3 separate regions of the Sus scrofa genome follow, and regions 1 and 3 are each linked to region 2. A link is a contact called in public promoter capture Hi-C data. All regions are on one chromosome and are shown on one strand. Each heading gives the region's core, a stretch centred on a gene start, on an enhancer-like site or on the middle of the called end of the contact. The rest is flanking DNA. Distances are from core to core; before and after follow the strand shown. Region 1 holds the start of FAM168A (protein FAM168A). Region 2 holds the start of STARD10 (StAR related lipid transfer domain containing 10). Region 3 holds the start of ANAPC15 (anaphase-promoting complex subunit 15).

Region 1 (2,700 bases), core at 194-2,693, 740 kb after region 2:
CAACCTTGCTCACCACCTGCCACTGTTCCTTCAGTGTGTCCAGCCCAGAAGCATCTTGTGCGCCCTCTGCCCTGACCCCGACCCAGGGGGCCACCATGCCCCTTCCAGCAATTCTAAAATCACTCTAAATCCCATCCCACTGTGCTCTCCCCACCAAATGGCAATGCTTCTCTGCCCATTTTTCGGCCTAACTTATTTCCCCCCTCCTGCCAGCTCACCTTCACACTCCCTCATTGAAAGTCCCGCCCCCACTATTTCCAACCTCCATAAGCACTTCCCAGGAAACCCCCCAATTCTACCTACCTCTGCTCTCCTAAGCCACGCTATTCCATAAGTCGCAACAAATTCCACCATCCCCAGATGGCAAGCGCCCACTTCAAGCTCAGGTCTCAACCCAGGCCAAGCCCCTCACCCCCAGCTCCTACCACCTTCATCAGCCAGCCCGAGGTCCACCTCAAATTCCGCCCTCCTTAATTAACATCCCCCGAGGGTCCTACTAACCCTGTAATCCAACTCTCTATTCAAATAAACCCCCGACCCCGCAACCCGGCCCGGATCCCAAGCTGTCAATTGCTCCAGGCCAACCCCAAATTCACCACCCTCACGCAGTCCCCTCCCCCATTAGAAGCCATCCCCCTCCAGTCTCATCATCCATTTCGCCCCAAACCACCCAAATTCCACCCCAATCCTACAACCCCACGCTCCTGTCCCAGGTCTGGTCACTCCCCATTAAAAGTCCCCTTCCCTAGCCGCTCCCCCCCAACCTGCTAGTGTCCCACCCTCACCCCACCCCCAGCCCGCGCCAGGACAAGTCTCCCCGGCCAGCCCGCCGTTCCATCGCAACCTCAGCCCCCTTCCCCCAGCCCGCGAGGGCACTCCGTGCCCCGACTCTCATTCTCCCCAGTACCACCGGCCCAGGCTCAGGGAGAGCGGACCGGCGTTGGGAGGGGGGGGATCGCCTCACCGGTGAGCCGCTGCAGGCGAAAACGGCGGCGGCGGCGGCTGAGACGACGATGCCCTTGTCTTCTCTGAAGGCTACGGAGGCGACGCTCTCGCTCCCTCGCCCGTGTCCAGTAAGGAGGCGGATGGCGCGCAGGGACCGGGAGCCTCCTCCTCCTCCTCAGCGACTCGGCTCTGAATCCTCTGCAGTAGCCGCCGAGGAGCCCGACGGGTGGGGGGAGGGGACGCTGGGCTGCGGGCGAGGGAGGAGGAGGCTGAGGGAAGGGGCGGGGGACCGCTGAGAAGGGCTGGGAAGGAGGAGCCGGCGCGGCGCCGCGACACATCCCACAGCCTCAGCGCGCCTGGACCACAACTCCCGGCATGCCCCGCTCCGACCCGCGCTCAGCCTGCGCCTCCCGCCCCCGCACTCGTTGCGGAGGGACCGCTCTCTTCCCGGTCACAGACAATGGAATAAAGCCAGCTCTCCGCGGGGGGCTTTTGTAGACTCAAAGACCACATACGAGGGAAAATTAGGTCGCCCCGCTGCCCCATCCCCCAAAGGACCATGTTTGTGGCGTCTCTTCGCGGGCACGCGCACACTCCCATATAGACCCCCCCACTACCACCACTTCCCGCCGAACTACATTTCCCAGCATGCCCTCACAGCCTCGCGCCCTGCTTCCGGGCCCTTCTCAGACTCTGTACTACAGTTCCCAGGGAGCGTGGTTCTTGTGAAACGCTGGGAGATGCAGTTCTCAGTTCTTCCTCCATGTTAAGCCTAAGAAGTGAAAGAGAGAAAAAAGGGAAGGAAATATGCCAACCCATCGAGAACAGGCCTAGATAGACTAGTTCACCTTGGAGTCTGTACTCTTTTCGCCATCTCCGTCGCCACTGTCTCTCACTAGACAAACGCAGCGGCTCCTCCTGGTCTCTCTGCAAATCCGGACGATTTGGCACCTTGAACCCAAAGGAAAAAAAAAAGCGTACCTCTTGACGCAGCCTCATTACTTTTAAGAATTTACCTTAAAAAGAAAATCAACAATTTGGAAAAGATGAATGCACAAGGTTGTTATATGAGGTTGTTGATTATAGAGTCCATCCATAGGAACTGGTTAAAGTAAATTGCATATACAAACAATATACTACTAAGCAGCCATTCAAAATACTGATATGAATCTGTTTCTTGACATCAAAATCTATTCTAGAGCGGGGGAAATGCTAAGAACAGTATGTTTAGAATGATCCAATTTATGTGAAGCTTGGGACAATATAAGATTTCAGGAAAGAGGTTTCCCAAAATAATCTGTCATTATCTTGGAGAAAAGTGTCAGATTTCAAATAACTTTTATTTTAATATTGCCTGCATTGTTTAAAAAGAGCACATAAGTTTTTAAGCTTTTAAGACTATTTTCCAAAATATAATTTCCAAATTCAACAACAATTTGTCTTTGCTACCTAAAAGCTTTCCATGGCTTTCTGTTGCCCTCTGTGGTGATCCAAGACTGCCTGGTTTTTCTGTGAGCTCAGCATTTCCACTATTAAAACAATGAATGGTGGTCATGTAGAATCATAAAAGAACATTAAGTTAGTAGGGAGGGCTTTCTCAATTTTTATTGTCTCTTCTCAAATTTTTCCTTCTGGTCTTTCCACACCTATTTCCTCCTTTTCTCCTACTCATTCTTGAAACTCAAGCCAAAGTCCTACCCTCCCCAGAACATTTTAGACACATTGATTTTCCTTATATCTGAGTTCTTATAGCAA
Region 2 (2,700 bases), core at 182-2,681:
GACTGGGAATCTCCATATGCTGCGGGTGTGGCCCTAAAAAAAAAAAGTTGGATGAAGATGCTTGATCACTGCCATGTGATGGGAAGATCCCTGTCCTAGTCCCGTTCTATCCCAACTCCTTGTATGTCCTGAAGAGAGTCCTGTCCTCCTTCAGCCCCTGTTCCTCCTGCTGGAAACAGAGATGATTTGCGAGGACCCCGAGTATTAGCACTTGGAGGTGGGGAGGAGCTCGAGCTTCCTTTGTACAAACACCTGCCTTTCACCGCTTGCCTGAGAAGGTCCCATCTGCAACCAGACCTTAGGGTCTCCCAGCCCCTCCCACACCTATGTCCACAATCTCTAAGAGCACCCCAGAGAGCTCCCACGAGAGATAAAAGTTCACTTCCCTGTGGGCAGCTGCCTGATTGGCGGGGGGAGGGGAGGGTGTGCCCATGGTGCCACCTGACTGCTCCACCTGCTGAGGAAGTGGCTCCGACAGCCCCTCAGCTCCGTGTGCATCATTTCCTCCTCTCATCACCCAGGCCAGCCCAGCTACCACCTCCCGCTGTCCCTGGAGTCACCTGGAGTCACCTGAGCCCCCATTCCTCCCAGACTCAGAAGTGGAGCCCAGCACCTTACCCCTCTTTCCGTTCAGGTCTGTCCCCTTGACATCACTCCTCGTGCCACACACTTGGACTCCCTCCCTGAGCTGGGCTGCTCCTCTGAGAAACAGAGTCTGTTCAGCTTCAGGATCTTTCTCCACGATTCTCCAGCTCCTCGATTCTCCAGCTCCTCCTTAGTTCCCTGCCTTTGGTGGTCATCTCAACAGAGCAGGACCTTCCTCCACGAGGCCCAGGTTGGGTGGGAGGAGGACTGGGAGTAGAGACGCCCCAACCCCGAGTACAGTCCGTCTTTTTAGGCCTTTATCCAACAAAGACACTCATCCTTGGGGTGCAAGGAAGGGCTCAGGCCCAGAGGCAGGAAGGATGGGCTTTAGCCTTTGCTCACAGACTGCTGAGACCCGTGGCAAGCTCCTGCCCCTCTTGGGGCTCTCGGCTTTGCAATCTGTAGAATCCAGAAGAGGCTCCTCAATCTGCAGTCACCCGATTATAATAATCTGTTGCCTTTATAGGTTGCTCGGGAATTTAGTTTCACTCCTGGATTTCATCTGATCCTTCCAACAACCTGTTTCCACTTTCGACTAAGAAGGCTTAGGTCCTCAGGGGAACAAAACTACCCAAGCTCACACAGCAAGTCAAGGTAGAGAAGCCTGAACCGTTTGGCGCGGTCCCTCTCACTTTGTTCGGACTCTGGCTGTGTGACTTCTTCTGACTCGCTGCCCCACTGGTAAAACGACCGCTCTAAGGAGCAAACTAGGAGGCAGCGATGGGCTATGCTTTGCAAACCTTAAGAGAAAAGACAGCGGAAAGATAACCCGACAGGTACTTTACTATTTATTGCTGTCGTCTTTGCTCAGGCGCCCCCACGCGGCCATCCCGAGGCGCCCCGTTTGCGCAGGCGCTCTTTGGTGTTTACGGAGGCCTCGAGGCCCAGCTTCTGCGCGTGCGCGTCTCCTCGGGGCCTCCCAGCGGTCCTCCAGCTGCTAGTTAGCGGCCGGTTGCGGCCGTCATGTCCCCCAGGTGGCCGTTCTGTCACTACAGCTCCCTTGGGCCTTGTCGGCTCCTCTTCGGTTGAAGCGTCTCCACAACTCCGCGGAGCGGAGGCCTAAGGAGTGGCAGGGAGAGGCACAGCGCGGCCACCCCTGAACTCTGGCCTGTCAGTCACGACTGCACTGCACTTTGGGGACCGACTCTGGCGGCCGAGGGATTCAGAGCGGCACGGAACGGCCCACGCACTGCCTCATGGGAGCCTGAGTTCGCGGCTAGACCCTTTCCGGGGTTGGACCGTTGTTAAGACTACATTTCCCAGAAGTCCAAGACCCAGAGTCGCCGCAGGGCCCGAGGCATGTTGGGAGATGGAGTTCGGGGACAGTAGTAGTGAGCTTGTGTAGGCAGGTAGACGCCGTAGGGCAGTGGAGCCTAGCGCTCTGAGCCTGGGCTGTGGGTTCGAAGGATGCATGAGTTACTCGGTAGGTGTCGTAGGAAGAGAGCAGCGCTGTTAGGGCTGAATTTTAGAAAGAATACTGCTCACTATCTGTCTGCATCTCCCGCACGGCTTTAACCCCCATCACTCTCTGGGGACAGAGCTCCCAGAGGTCACTGTAGCCAGAGACTCAGTTCTCTTACTGTTGCTCAAAAGAACTGTGATGCGTGGCGCAGTGGTTAACGAATCCGACTAGGAACCATGAGGTTGCGGGTTCGATCCCTGCCCTTGCTCAGTGGGTTAACGATCCGGCGTTGCCGTGAGCTGTGGTGTAGGTTGCAGACACGGCTCGGATCCCGCGTTGCTGTGGCTCTGGCGTAGGCCGGTGGCTACAGCTCCGATTCAACCCCTAGCCTGGGAACCTCCATATGCCGCGGGAGCGGCCCAAGAAATAGCAACAATAACAACAACAACAACAACAAAAAGACAAAAGACAAAAAAAAAAAAAAAAAAAAAAAAGAACTGTGATGACGGAAATATTCTATATCTGCACAGGCCAGTACGGTAGCGACTAGTCTGAGGCTACTGGATATTTGATATGAGGCTGACACGGAAGAAGAAACACTTTTAATTGAATTTATTCTAAAAATATTTTAAATCCAATTAATTGTTTTCAGT
Region 3 (2,700 bases), core at 150-2,649, 650 kb before region 2:
GAAGGTCCCAGAGAATCTGAATTAGAACCTTTCAGCTCACAGGAAAACTTAGGCCCAGTGACAGGCCAACAACCAGCTTTAGGTCCCAGTGATTTGGGGCATAGAACTTTTTGGGGAGATCCAGGCCGGACACTAGACATGACCAGGAGAAAAGGACCTACGTCTAATTCTGCTTTTGCCCTAAGTTATTTGACTGATCCGGGGCCAGCCGCTGCCCCTCCGTGGACCTCGGCTGCCCGGCCCCTTTAACACGGCCCACGGAACCCACGCTCCCGTTCCTCAGGTACCAAAGGGCCAGAGAGCTCGGCTCCTTAAACCCAAACCCTCGCCGCCAAACTACCAGCCATTCTTTGTTTGTTATGATAATAACCGCGGAGTTGACCAACAGGGAGAAGACAGGGGCGGGATTCGACCAGGTATTTGCACCTATAGGGTTAATCACTAAATTGAAGAAACCCCGTGACCTGGAAGAACTGTTGAGTGACAGGAAGTGACACCAATGAGTGGCGGATCGGTGTGACGGGGTGGGGCTTAACCGCGAGAAAGCGGCCAATGAGCTGGAGCTCTTTAATGTTAACGGGAGTGTGAACAGCGAGCTCCTGAGGAGGTGGGTGCGGTGAACAGAGTTTCTCTGGAGGAGGGAGGAAAGAAGGGGTAAGGAGACAGCAGCCGCAGCCTTCCTTCTGTACTTACCGCGCCGGGAGGCGGCAGCCGGCGGCAACCCGGAAGCACTTCTCTTTGCCAGAGCGGAAGAACCCGCCAGAACTCGGGACACACCGCACGCATGCGTCTTTGGTCTTCTTTTGTTTTCTCTCTCCCGCCCACCAGACGGGAAGTGACGCTCACACGTTAGTCACGTGTTGGGCCGACCTTTGGCGAGCCGCTGCATGGCCCCGCCTTCAGCCTCAGCCAATCGGCTTCTTCGTCTCGGCCCCGCCCCGTCTGGCTTCAGGCGGTATTTGCAATGCAAAACTTCATGAAAAACAGCTGGCGGCCTCCAGCGTTAGGAATGGCACATTTTCCGGCTGCGTCCCAAGAAATTTAGTCCGCTTCTACCCCGGAGTCGCTAAGTGGTTTTATCCCCCACCTGTCTAGCTGCTCTCGCCCTCAGTTTCCTGTTGGGCGCATACATTCATACACGTATGCCTTCACCAGAAATACTTGAGTCCCTATTATATTCAATATTCCAGGCCCTCCTGGAAGCTGGAGATAAATCTAGGAACATGGTCTCTTCCCTCAAAGACCTCTGCAGTTAGTCTGTAGTCTGCAGCCCTGTAGTGGACTCACCATTCCCTTAAGATTGCCTGTCCAAGGAGTTCCCATTATGGCTCAGTGGAAGTGAACCCAGCTAGTATCCATGAGGATTCGCGTTGGATCCCTGCCCTCGCTCAGTGGGTGAAGGATCTGGTGTTACTGTGAGCTGTGGTGAGCTGGGATCCTGCATTGCTGTGGCTGTGCTGTAGGCTGGCATTGGTAGCTCCCATCTTACCCCTAGCCTGGGAACTTTGCTCTGCATCAGTGGCCCTAAAAAGCAAAAACAAAAGATTGCCTGTCCAGTTCTGCATTGGAGATTTTGTAAGGGACTGAGTGATTACTCAATCTTAGGGTCAGCATTCTGCTACTGAGACATTCAGCTGCCCTCTCCAGGCCTGGGCCAAATATGTTTAGTGGTCAGCCCTGGCACATCACTCCCACCTTCTGTTCTGTAGAGACTTCTGACTCAGCTTCCCAGTGAGCATGCCCTTCAGACCTGCTGATGCCTTCAAGCAGCAAAGTCCTTCAAATCTAACCCTTGTTAAATTCCATCACCCCCAAGACTCTGTCTCTTTTTTTTTTTTGCCTTTTGTCTTTTTAGGGCCACACCCACGGCATATGGAGCTTCCCAGGCTAGGGGTCTAATCGGAGCTGTAGCCACCGGCCTACGCCAGAGCCACAGTAACGCCAGATCCAAGCCGCTTCTGCGACCTACACTACAGTTCATGGCAACGCCAGATCCTTAACCCACTGAGCGAGGTCAGGGATCAAACCCGCAACCTTATGGTTCCTAGTCGGATTCGTTTCCGCTGCGCCACGACGGGAACTCCCAGAGTCTTTCCAGTTCCACAGTTCCACTCTTCCCCCAACCTGCTGGGTGACCCTTCATAAGCTCTGTCGCCTTATCAGGACTCAGTTTCCTCTTCAACCAGCGTCATCATCTCTGCCCAGCCTTCAGACTAATGTGAAGATTTGAGATAACACGTGTTAAGAGGTAGTGTACTGTGCATGTCAGCTGTCACTGTTGCTGAGCAGCTCTGGTTGTTACAGCTTTTTCATTAAGAGTAAAACTTGCCTGTTGCAAGTGTCCACAATTTCATTCATTCATTTCATTCATTCAACCCATACCTGCTGAATACCTTACTGTATGCCTGCCGCTACTCTAATAAAGTGTACACAATAGTGAACAAAACAAACCAAAAAACTCCTCACAGTACTTCCATTTCAATGAGAGAGAGAGAAGACAGGAAATTAAAATATATAGTTTTAAGACGGCAGTAAATACTAAGGAGGAAAAGAATCAGGGAAGTGGGAATAAAATATTGGCAGGAAAGATGTTTTATTTTATTTTGGGGGGGGCCAAGGAAGACCTTACTGGGAAGGTGACTTTGAGTAAAAGATTGGAAGAAAAAAAGAGGGGCACTGTTCTGATACTCTGGGAAGAGC

What was found. Promoter capture Hi-C pulls out the DNA fragments that hold promoters and counts their contacts.
Region 1: a contact with region 2 is called in a promoter capture Hi-C map of liver, with 4 times the contacts expected there. The contact joins the promoter of FAM168A here to the promoter of STARD10 in region 2. A contact is called at or near these places in 1 of 5 promoter capture datasets (liver) and 1 of 2 datasets of contacts at active chromatin or transcription factors (alveolar macrophages).
Region 3: a contact with region 2 is called in a promoter capture Hi-C map of liver, with 2.2 times the contacts expected there. The contact joins the promoter of ANAPC15 here to the promoter of STARD10 in region 2. A contact is called at or near these places in 1 of 5 promoter capture datasets (liver) and 1 of 47 Hi-C or Micro-C datasets (liver).

Annotation. Positions count from the first base shown.
Region 1 is chr9:8,070,568-8,073,267 of Sscrofa11.1, forward strand. It overlaps FAM168A (protein FAM168A), which reads right to left and starts at 1,444. Exons shown (of 8, transcript XM_021062480.1): 1 at 965-1,444.
Region 2 is chr9:7,335,485-7,338,184 of Sscrofa11.1, forward strand. STARD10 (StAR related lipid transfer domain containing 10) reads right to left here and starts at 1,432. Exons shown (of 7, transcript NM_001243805.1): 1 at 619-1,432.
Region 3 is chr9:6,688,514-6,691,213 of Sscrofa11.1, forward strand. ANAPC15 (anaphase-promoting complex subunit 15) reads right to left here and starts at 1,400. Exons shown (of 5, transcript XM_013999278.2): 1 at 694-1,400. The coding sequence starts at 786.